2 separate regions of the Gossypium hirsutum genome follow, and region 2 is linked to region 1. Evidence: chromatin contacts called from public Hi-C data. All regions are on one chromosome and are shown on one strand. The core of a region is the stretch at or near the end of the contact, and the rest is flanking DNA. Distances in the headings are between cores, read along the strand shown. Region 1 has its middle 12 kb from the start of LOC107934633. Region 2 has its middle 28 kb from the start of LOC121230801.

Evidence for each region. A called contact is a pair of places that touch in the nucleus more often than the background predicts.
Region 2: a Hi-C map of leaf shows a contact between it and region 1, with 1.7 times the contacts expected there. The contact joins two enhancer-like sites. A contact is called at or near these places in 2 of 34 Hi-C or Micro-C datasets (both in leaf).

The regions. Positions count from the first base shown.
Region 1 is chrA06:124,997,091-125,002,972 of Gossypium_hirsutum_v2.1, forward strand. No RefSeq gene overlaps it. Among protein-coding and RNA genes, the nearest start is that of LOC107934633, 12 kb to the right of the region's middle. Within about 2 kb of position 2,886, at least 1 of the 9 cell types and tissues checked has an H3K27ac peak or open chromatin away from gene starts, as enhancers often do. A contact at or near this core is called in leaf, where this site is marked.
Region 2 is chrA06:125,115,873-125,121,754 of Gossypium_hirsutum_v2.1, forward strand. No RefSeq gene overlaps it. Among protein-coding and RNA genes, the nearest start is that of LOC121230801, 28 kb to the right of the region's middle. Within about 2 kb of position 3,494, at least 9 of the 9 cell types and tissues checked have an H3K27ac peak or open chromatin away from gene starts, as enhancers often do. A contact at or near this core is called in leaf, where this site is marked.

The DNA.
Region 1 (5,882 bases), core at 1,636-4,135:
ACTCGAGTTCGACTTGTTTTTGAGCTTTTATTGTAACACCCCAAAATTGGCCTATACGTTATGGCATATCTAGAGAAGCTACCATGATACTCTTTGAAAACCAAGAAATTATTTAGGCTTGTACAAATAACGTCAGATTTCAATGAAAACTATTCTGGTTTATTTTAAGTGAAAATATCCTTCTTATTTAATTTGTTAATTCTGTCGACTAAATTTATACAAAATGCTCTTGTTTGCAGCGGAACTCTTAGTTAAAATCAGTTTGCAAAGCACGAGTCGTATTTTGAAAGTCCAATGTTTTGCTGATATTGAAAATTTGATTTAAAAACAATAAACGGCTTAAAACAACAAATAGAAGTCCAAAACCAAAACAACCCCAAAATGTTCAAAACAGTCCAACAAAACTAAAACAGAGTAAACCAAATTTTAAAATAAAATAATTAACATAAAATGTTTAACCAAGCTCCCGTCGCACCGACCAGTCCTAAGTCTGGGGGTTACCTGAAAGTAAACAGACAGAGGTGAGCTTTCGAGCTTAGTGTGTAACTTATAAAAAAATAGAACCACAGGTTTAATTTCAAACATACTTTCAAATATCATTCAGACATATTTTATAACAAAAGCAGAAACAAACCATATCATATGCAGACTTACAATCCTACCCCCATCTGCTACACACCATCTCCGACCATCCCTACACACCATATAAGCTATTAAATACCCATCCAGCCCCACACACCGCTTAGTTTCAGTATGACACTTTTTATAATATTTATAGCAAAACTGTCAAATCAATAGGCGGTAATTCTCTAGAAAGAGATATACATGTGGCTGAGCCACCAGATACGGCAGATAAATTAAACTACTCACCCTTCCTCCATAAACATATTTTCCACCCCAATGCACATGCAGAACTAACATATATCATATATGTATATGAAATACATGCTTTTTATAACAAATTTAGTCCATGCTTAGCAAATAACATATCATATTTACATAATATAGATCAAACCCAGCATATAGTTTATTAGTCATGCGTAAATAACTCGTATTTAGCGCTAATAGAACATCAGAAATGAGCTTATATTAGTAACTGAACCTAAACATGTTTGGAAACGTGCAAACCGATTGAAAGACTAATATGTTGTCTATCAAGTCTAATTGGGAAGATGTTTGTCTTGGGTATCGGAGCGAATGACTCCAAAAGATAGAGACATAGATGTGACCGACTGGACTAACAGTACATTCGACTGGACCCAAGAAGAATAAATTTTGAATCTATTTATGGATTTATTCACTGGTAACGTTCATAATTTGACATACTTAAATCCTGAGCAGATGATGGATTATGTATGCATGATTCATACACTTTAATGTAATTAAAAACCTTAGTTCGAATAGATAAGGAATCAAAAGCTGGTACGTAGAGTGTATGACTTCTACAGTATGTAGCGCCATTCACAACAGTGGAATTCATAGCCTGGGACATGAGTAAATGATATCCTCTCATTGGCATTACATGATTGATGAAAATTAAATATGGTCATGGGTCGTTCATCTTTGTGATGGATGACTTGATTACTATTTAATAGTAATTGACTTTTTATGAAAGAAGATGTAATAATTACCATGAGATAAAATATGATCATATTGGGAGAACGAATAGTACCCCAAAGAGATTAAGGATATCCTATGAGGGTAACACACTTATGATAAGGTCATTGGACAAGCACAGATCGAGTTGCTTTCTTAATGATATGTGGTTGGTAAGAGTTCAGACATGATATTATAGTAGAATGACTTCGTAATTAAATGGGTTTATAATTAATAGGCAAAAATGGAGAAATGGGAAACATTTGGAGATGATTATGGTTTTTTTCCAAAATAAAAATGAAAATGGAGAAATAGAATCATTTGGAAATTAATATAGTTTTCTCCTAAATGAAAATGACCTGAGAATGAATTTATGTTTTTCGAATTAAATGAAGTTCGAAAATGGAAATAAATCATTTGATCATAATGAACAATTAAACGAAGAAATATTATATATATTTTATCATAAATTCTTTTACGATAAAGTTTTATGATTTTAACAAAACTAGAATTGGGTTAAGAAAATTATTTAATTAGAAATATATTAAAGTTTTTTAAGAAATAGAAAGACAATTATTGGGTTAGATCAAATTATAAAGTATTGGGTTAAAAACCCGAGAAATACTTATAATTGGGCCCGATATGGTGTTAAAGGGGTGAACGACAAACCCTAATAATATTAACTAGTGTTATTGCCCCCTATACTCTTGTTAGATTAGGAGTTTATTTTTCTAATTGAAATAAACTTCTACAATGCAACAAATCTTCTACCTTCTTTTCCTATAAATAGATGGTACTAATAGGGTTATTTATACAACTTTCAGATATAATTATTTTACCTGAAAATAGAGACATTTTTATTCTCTAAGAATTAAATATATTTTTCGAAATAATGATTCTATCGGTTTCTATTTGAAAAGAGAATTTTCATTTTCACATTAAATAAAGAAAAATTATTTCTAATTTTGTGTTTGATTCGAATCTTTCAAGACCCACACTCGAAATAGTTCGTGGTACAAGAATAGTAAAAAATATCATTTTGTTGAAAGTCGAGAACAACAACGATCATTCTATCTAAAAACACAAGTGTGAATTCTGTCTAGGACTTATTGCTATAAATATCAAAAACTAAATCGATATTTAAAAAAAATATTTCACTATGTAAAAAAATTATTTTCTAACCGAATTTTTTAAAGAATTAAAACTGGGAGCATATAATAGCTTGCACCAGACTGGGACGTTTTGAAAACGGGCCTACTTTTACCAAAAAGATGGTACTGGGGCTCTTTCCAAATTGGCAAAATTGGACTGAATCCAATCATCGTCGCAATCATTATTCTGACTCATCGTTCCAGGTGACATTAAATGGCCCAAAGCATTCATATTTATGGCATTTATTTCCTTTTTCGTTTCGTCGGAATTTGTCTCATTAAAAGCAACTCTCCTTCTGCCTTTGCTATTATTGCTTTTTAAAGCTCATTACTAGCAGAGCAAGTTGTTCTTGTAGCTCTCCTACTGTCATAGTTATGTCATTTGTGGTGCCTTTGGAGGTATCAACTCCATCTTTCACACTTAGAGGCTAGAGCTATTATTAAATTTGTACATAATAATATTATCATAAAGGTGTTTATATTATTATATTTTTTATTATATAAAATCTAAGAAAATACATAATTTTTTTCATCGTTTTTATTATTAAATTTAATCTAATGTTAATATCCCTTTCTTCAATGAATAAAAAAAACCACTTTTCTTGGTAAAAAAATTTATGGAGACTCGTATGTTAGAAGTTAAATTATATTTTGTTACATTTACTCAAAAATAGTCATTTTTGTTTGTCTCAAATTATATTTTAGTTACTTATGTTTGAAATGTTACGTTTTAGTCACTTACGTTATCCTGTTATGAAGTGGTCACTTTGTTGTTAAGCTCTATTACTTCCCTAACGGCAATCTTACTTGGCAGTACAAATGGGTTTTAAATTCCAACTAAGACGAGAATAGGTTTTTAATTAAATAAATTTAATTAATTAAAAATTATAAATTAATTATACCTTGAACTGGAAAAGAAAAACCATTCATCTCCGTTCTTTTAGTTTTCTTTTCCATTTTGATTGAAAAAACTATTCTCATCCTAGTTGGACATCTAAGTCGACATTTAAAACCTATTTGGACTGCCACGTAGGATTGTCGTAGGGAGGTAATGAAACTTAACGACAGAGTGACTACTTCATATCAAAGCAATAACACAAGTGACTAAAACGTAATATTTCAAACATAAGTGATGAAAATGTAATCTGAAGCCAACAAAAGTGACTATTTTTATAGTTTACCCTAAAAATTTTATCCATTTCTATTGTTAAAAGCTAGCATAATTGACAGAATAACCAGACAATTACACATAAAATACTACATATACTTCATGCTGACATATAAAAATTAATTTTTAACAGTAAAAATAAATAATTTTTTTAACAGGATAACTATTTCTTCTTTCGTTCTGATGTAGCTTACATTAATTGTGATAACTTACATTAATTAACTAGTGAGGTGGGGCAGACAAAATACTCACAAAGCCATATGGGATCCAAAGGAGACCTCAATTCCTTGACAATGGGAAGGGAACGTCAGCAATGTAGGTAAATTGAGTTATTGACTCGAGGTAGGTAGCAATTAATTAATCATTGGGAATTGGCTGGGCTGACAATAAAGCATCAATTGTACATATCTCTAGACAGCCAAAATTCAGAAATTTTGCTATATGTGTTTTTTTTTTATTCTGATACGTACAACAGAATCCCTCTGTAATATCTTAAAAGATCATATAGTATCATTTACAAAATAATAAAAATGATATGGTGATTTTTTTAAGTTAAAATATGCTACAAGTCTCTATATTTTTTTTAAATTTAAAATTTAGTTTCTTTACTTTTATTTTTATTTTTAGGTATTTAATTTCTCAACTTTTTAAATTTTAAAATCTTGATCCAATAGTTAACTTCCTTAAACAATTTTCTTCTAAATTCATTGGATTCATAATCTGAAATAAAGATATACTAACTTCAGTAACCATGCAACCAGAAAAATGATGTTGTAATGAAACCGGTTTTTTATAGAATATTGGGTTTAAATTTTTACATATGAAAAGTAGTGGGGCTAAATGATTGAAGAGTAAAGGGACTTGAAGCACAATTTAACCTTTTTTTTAATCCAATAAACACATTATATTTCGATTAAATCTAAAATTGAGTAAGGACAAATCTAAAATTAAATATTTTTTTAAGCACAAATGAATCTGCCACCTATTCTCATATCACTAAGATTTTCCCACTATCGCACTTACGTTTTTTTTTTTGTCTAATCGACATCACTTTGTGGTTTACATTAAGCGAGTGGACAATGATGTCCATGTTTATCCCTAGATTGTTTACTACAGACACACGAAAATGTCAACATTGCTATCAAGAAAGGTAGATAGGAGTTGCTTGCCTTGAGGGTTAAGTAGCTTGTTAATGCTCATGGTACGTTCTGAGTTTTGTTAATTGAGTTGGAGCAGTTCCACCTCCGTGGTTGATTGTGCCCTTAGCTACGCATGCTCTAGGTGATTAAGATATTCTAGAGTTAAAGCTTGGTCGGAGATGACATTAGCTAAACTTTCAAGCTGTTAGTGAGGGTAATGCCTTGTCACGGTAAAGCTGTGATAAGCACCGATATTTCGATATGAGATGTTTCAATAGGTATTAGAAGGGTGAACAAGAAGTTTGGTAATGGACATTAGTGAGGCTCGTGCAATGGGGTCTTCGAAAGTCATCTTTAACATCGAAAAGAGGGGTATTAGCTTCAATAGTGGGATTCATGGCACCAATTGTTTCAATCATTTGAGACAGAGATGAGATAAAGAGATTGTGCGCTAAGGGGTGCCAAAGCTTGTGCTTCAAGGTGTTGTCCGATGCTTAAGTCAGATAGAGGACACTTGTAGGCTTAGGAGAATATTTAGGCAGAGTATAAATAACACATGAGCTCATACTTGAGGATAGAGCCTCTCCTTCACCTTGTATCCTATCCAAGATTGTTAGTTCCTTCTAAGGTTTATGCTCTTGGGGATTCGTAGGGACCAATTCGTGGTCAATGGAGGCGCATGTCCGTGGTTTGTCATTACTGTGCCTTCAACCACTTTGCTGGCTTTGCCATCTCACTTGAGTCTGCTTACAAAATTGCACCTGAGTACAAATCCTTAAATGAATAATGATAATTGTTTTCTCAGATATGTTCTACCTAGAACAAGCA
Region 2 (5,882 bases), core at 2,244-4,743, 120 kb after region 1:
TTTATATAGTTAATCTCAAGATTATAATTGAAGAAAAGATTGGATCTAAGTAATGTTACTTTTCAAGAATACTAATGTGATTTACTCTATATTATGATATGCAATCATAATAAGATATGAGATGACTTTATGAAGAATTATTTTAATCATTTGTATCATTATATTAAATGTAATTGATTTGATGAGATTTAAGCATATCATAATGTATTGAAGTTTGATTAGTATATAAAGAAGCCTTGTTGGAAGTTGTTATGGTCACAATTACAGCAAAGAGTTACAAATATGCCTTTAACTTCTCGAGTCGCATTACTTGCTTTATTTGGAATTAACAATCTTTTCAACCAAAAATGGTTGCGTCATAACTTTATTAATATTATGGACATTTGTTGGCCCGTTTATGAAGATTGATTTTATGGAGGAACAAATCTTTGAAGATTGAATCGATTTAGATCAAGCAAATCATATCCTTGTTTTGTGAGGATTGGCTTGAATGATTGGAAGACTTATAATCCTACACTTTACTTTAGAAATGTCTAAATAATCCTAAATTTATTATGATACTTGTCAATACCATTTTTTTTATTTGAAAAACGGGAGTCGACTTCAAAACAAAAATGGAGTTGCCACTAATCTTTTTTCGAGGTGTGATCGGATCACATTGAGATTGATCATTTTAATAAAACATTTTGATTTATTAAAACAATGATTTTGGGTCTACTAAATTCGAGAAAAAATGGTTCGGGTTTGGTTACGCACGAGGAAGGATTAGCACCCTCGTAACGCCTAAAATTGGTACCAATTGATTAATTAATGCCCTATTGTCTAAAATTTTTAAAAAAATATTTTGAAATACAATTTCTTTTAAAACATTTGAATAACTCAAATTGAATATTAAAATTCTCTTGTTTCGAAGGAATATAATATCACATCCAGCACGTTAGAACATGATTCTTTAAACCTTCGAAGCCACGATCAATTCTTGATTTCCAAAAGCTCATACATTTGAAAATTACAAAAGGATATTCGATTATTTGGTCCAACGAAAAATCGAAACCCAACACGTTAGGGCACGATTTCTCAGATTTCCAAACATAGAACATTGCCTTTATTTTTTAGAAATCCTTATCTCGAGATACAAAATGTCATATCCAGTGAGTTAGGACACAACACCTCGAATTCCTGAGAATAAGCTTTTATTTGAAACTTATGCGTTTTGATTGAAAAAGGGGTACTCGGTTACTTAGATTCACTGAGGAAAATTGGAACCCAGAAAGTTAGGGCACAATCTTCTCGAAGATGCCAAATACCGAGTATTGCCTTATTTTGAAAACTTTTGAATAAAATGATTTTAAAACTTAAACGATATTAAAATACGACCTTTTAAACGAATAAAATGCGATGGAATAATAATTTACAACGCAAAGTAATAATTTATAAACAAAATGTTATAATAATGAATCACAAATAACAAATAAATACAAAGTAAGAAAATCTAAAATAAAATATAAAACAATTCTAAGCAAATGATACATAAAAAGAATTTAAAATGGAAATTATAAAAACGATCTAAAGTGTATAAAATAATTTAAAAAAATTAGTATCCATTCAAGATAAAATAATATATAAAACTCTTTAAAAATAATATATAAACAATTCAAAATATATAATGTGTAAAAAAAAGTTTGAAATACATAATATATGAAAATATTAAAGTAAATAATGTATAAAAATTTGAAATGAGTGTTATATAAAAAGTTTAAACAGATAATAACAAAAAATGTAAAATAAATAAATAAATAAATAGAATGTTAAAAACAAAAGTAAAAAACATATATAAAAAAATAATAATGAAAATAATATTAGTATATAAATAGAAACAAAAATATAATAAATAGAAATATAATAAGAGTAGAAATATAAATAGATAAATAATAATTAGATAAATAATAATAGTATTAGAATAACAAAATAAATATAAATAGAAACATAATAATAATAGCAATAATATATTAAAATAGTTAATTTGATAATAAAATAGCAAAAAAAATTTTTTTGGGGCAAATCAAAAATAAATAAAAGGAAATGGACCAATTTGAACATGCAAATAACAAGGAGGGACCAAAAGGGAAATAATCTCACCCTCCAAAACGCACAGCTTCAAGGAGGACCAAAGTGCAGTCAAAACAAATTTTAGGGCAAAAAAAATAAAAACTTAATTGTAAAACAATAAAAAAACGGAAGGGGTAAACGCAATTGGACGAATTTAGAAAAAATAAAGAAATTGAAATGAAATGGACAAAATTCCCACGTAATTGAAAGAGAAAAGAAAATAATTCAATTCCAATGGAAATAGGAAAAGAGAGAATAATCCAAGTCCAAATTGAAGTAGGAATACCAAAACTAATTCATCCGAGTCTCCTCAAAGTCCTCCTTTCAAAAAACAAAATACTCCTATTTATATACATGGGGTTTACTAAAAATAACCTAACTAATTTAATAATAATATAAAATAAAATAAAAATAAAAAAAATATGTAGAAGGCTAATTTTGCCCGGGCCTTTAGACTTATAAAATAAATGCGAAAAACTAAAAATAATAATAAAATCATAAAAATCATAAAACAGTCCATTAACCCCACATAAATCCCTTCAAGCCCAATAACAAAATATAGCCCAAAACAAAAATAAAACACTAGTCCAAAACCCAATTAAAAATGGCCCAAAGGGGCCTAATAGTTCGGAAATACCAAAAACCCTAGAGGTTTCTGAAAACCTGCTAGCGCCACAAGCCAGCCACTCCCACGAGTGGTTTCCCACGCTCACGCTCACGCTCACGCTCATGAACGCTCCTTTCGAACGACCATCTCCAATGGAACCTGCGAGAAGAGCAACAGAAATAATAACAGAAAAATAGGCCAGTAAATGACAGCAAGAAAATACAAATTTTATTTTATTTATACTGTAAATCGGCTATAAAAAGCCAGAAAAACGATGTAAACAGGATTTTTTTTCCTTTTTTACAGAAATACATTACGAAATATTGAATACATAATACAAAAGCAACCAAAAAAATAGAAGGTGATTTGAGATTTCATTTTTCTCATGTTTTGATTCATTTTTATTTTTGTTTTTGCACAAAATCTTTTCGCATGAGAATAAAAGGAGATAAGAGAGAGGTTTACCTTCGGGGGTGCACCATCGGGGTCCTTGTCTCCTTCGTCGAAATTGGAGTTTAAGATGGGGATCTTCGGGTGAGAATAGGCCTCGAGCCTTGGCTTTGATGGAGATGGGGATCTCCGATTATGAGGGTGAAATGATGATTGAATGGGGCTGTTGAATTGCACTGAAACCCTAGCAAAAAGGGATTTCATTTGCTGCTTGCGAAAATGGCAGATTGCCATTCAATTTTTTCTTTAATTTTGATAACAAAGTGAAAAGACGCCGTTCAAGGGGGTGAGGATCCTCGCGTGACCCGACCCACTTACCCTAGATCCGCGCATTTCCTTGTTGATGGGATATTTGCGCACGTAGTCCCTACCCTCCTGCACCTATCTCTAATTAGGCCTCAATCGTGTTTTATTTGTTTTTTACATTTTCCCTGAGATTTGCGCGTTATTACAATTTAATCCATATTTGAACACTGCGTTTTGAGATTCAGTATGTTTTCATTCCAAGTCCTGCTCATTTGTGCGCTTTTTATTTTGATCCTTCGTTTTATTTTAATGATCTATTTATTTATAGATTATCCTTTCAATTTTGTTTTTATTTCAATCAAGTTTAATCTATGTTTTATATTTTTTTTGAGGATCTATTTATTATTTTTTTAAACCTATTATTTTAACATACTATTTTTGAATTATTTTATTAATTTTATTTTGTTTTAGTTTTATTTTATATTGTTGAATTGTTTTATTATATAATTTATTATTTTAAAATTTTCTCCATGTAATTCTATGCTTAAAATTTTTTATACAATATTTATCTTCATACATTCATATTTATAGATGCATATATATATTTTACACGGAATTACTTATTTAAATTCCCTTTCAAACATGTTCATATATTTCTTCCTCTAAATTTATTTATGTATATTATTTGTTTCTTTTAAGAATCCAATTTTGGTATTATATTTTGTTTGTTTCAAATATTTTCCTATATTCTTATTATTTTTGTATATACATTATTTATATTAAGTTTTCATTTCATATATATATATCATCATTTTTAAACCAATATGTTTTCTTTTAAATTATTTTGTATATCATTTTTCTTCAAATTTCTTCTTACATAATATTTAGTTTAATAATCATTCATAAATTATTAGTGTCATTATTTTATTCATATAAACTATTTCAAACCCTAGCATGTGTTGTTCCTTTGTAAATTAATCATATATTTAATCGCTTTTAAATTATTTATATTACATTGATTCCTAGTTTTCATATTATTTTGCATATTATGTGTCATTTTTGGTTTTCACATTGTTCCATATATTATTGTTGCATATTATTTATTCGTATTTTTGTATTATTATTATATCAATTGTTATTCATCCATGTTTGGGAATTTGGTTATATTTTTCTTGAATTAATTATATTTTATTGTTTGTTTGGTTAATTGGTTTCTTAAGTTTATATTATCTTCATTCACTAAGTATAGTACGATATTCATGTATATTGTCTCATGCTTATAATTTCGTCTTTCATTCACGATGTTGTATTATAACTGAAGCTTTAAACTTATTGATCCATATTATTTGTTCCATTTTATTTCAAGCAATTTAATGCATTTTGAGCTAGTTTCACAATTATTCATTTGAAAATTCCTTAAAACGAAGGCAATGTCTGATGTTTGGAAATTTGGGGAATCTTACCCTATCGTGCAGGGTTTCGATTTCCTGTTTGTTCAAAATAATCAAATATTCCTTTAGAATTTCACTCATGTTTTCTAAATTCTAAAACAAGGCAATGTACAATGTTTAGAAATTCGAGGAATCGTGCCCTACCGTGTTGGGCTTCGATTTTTCGTTGGACTAAATAATTGGGCATCCTTTTGTAATTTTCAACGTACGAGCTTTTGGAAGTAAAAAATTAATCATGGTTTCAAAGGTATAAAGGATCATGTCTTATCGTGCTGGATGTGGTGCTGTATTCCCTTTGAAACGAGAGAATTTTGACGACCAACTTGAGCCATTCAAATGTTTTAAAAGGAATCATATTTCAAAATATTTCTAAATCTTAGATATAAGGACAATACTTAATCAATTTGGTACCAATTTTCGGGCGTAGCGAGGGTGCTAATCCTTTCTCGTACGTAACCAGCTCCCGAACCATTTTCGCAAATTTCGTAGGCCAAAATTGATTAAAATAAAATAAAATATTTTATCAGGTGATCCAATCACACCTAAACAAAAGGATTGGTGGTGACTCCACTCATTTTAAAGTCGATCCCCATTTTTTTCCAAAATAAAAAAAATGGTTTCGATAAAATAAAAATCAAATCTTCCTATTTTTAGCCTTTTACCAAGTTAACAAATTTTGATAACTCATTGGCTTTCTCCATCTTTTTTATTTGGCCACAATTTAATGATTGTCTTTCAATTTGGTCCTTTTTGGCTTGTTTTCGACCAATTACATCCTTTGGCTTCAGTTATTATTATTTTTGGGCCCAGGCCAAAATTAGCCTATTACAGCTGCCCCTCTTTGCTCATTGTCGTGTAACGAGAATGGAGCAAAGACTATAAAATGGCCAATTTTGCCTGGGCCTGCTGAGTCTCGGCGCTTCTTTTCTTCAAGTAGCCTCAATTTAACCCACTACATCTCCAGGGGTATAGGGCTTTTCGTTTCAATTTTCTCCGCTACTGCTTAGGGAGATATGATT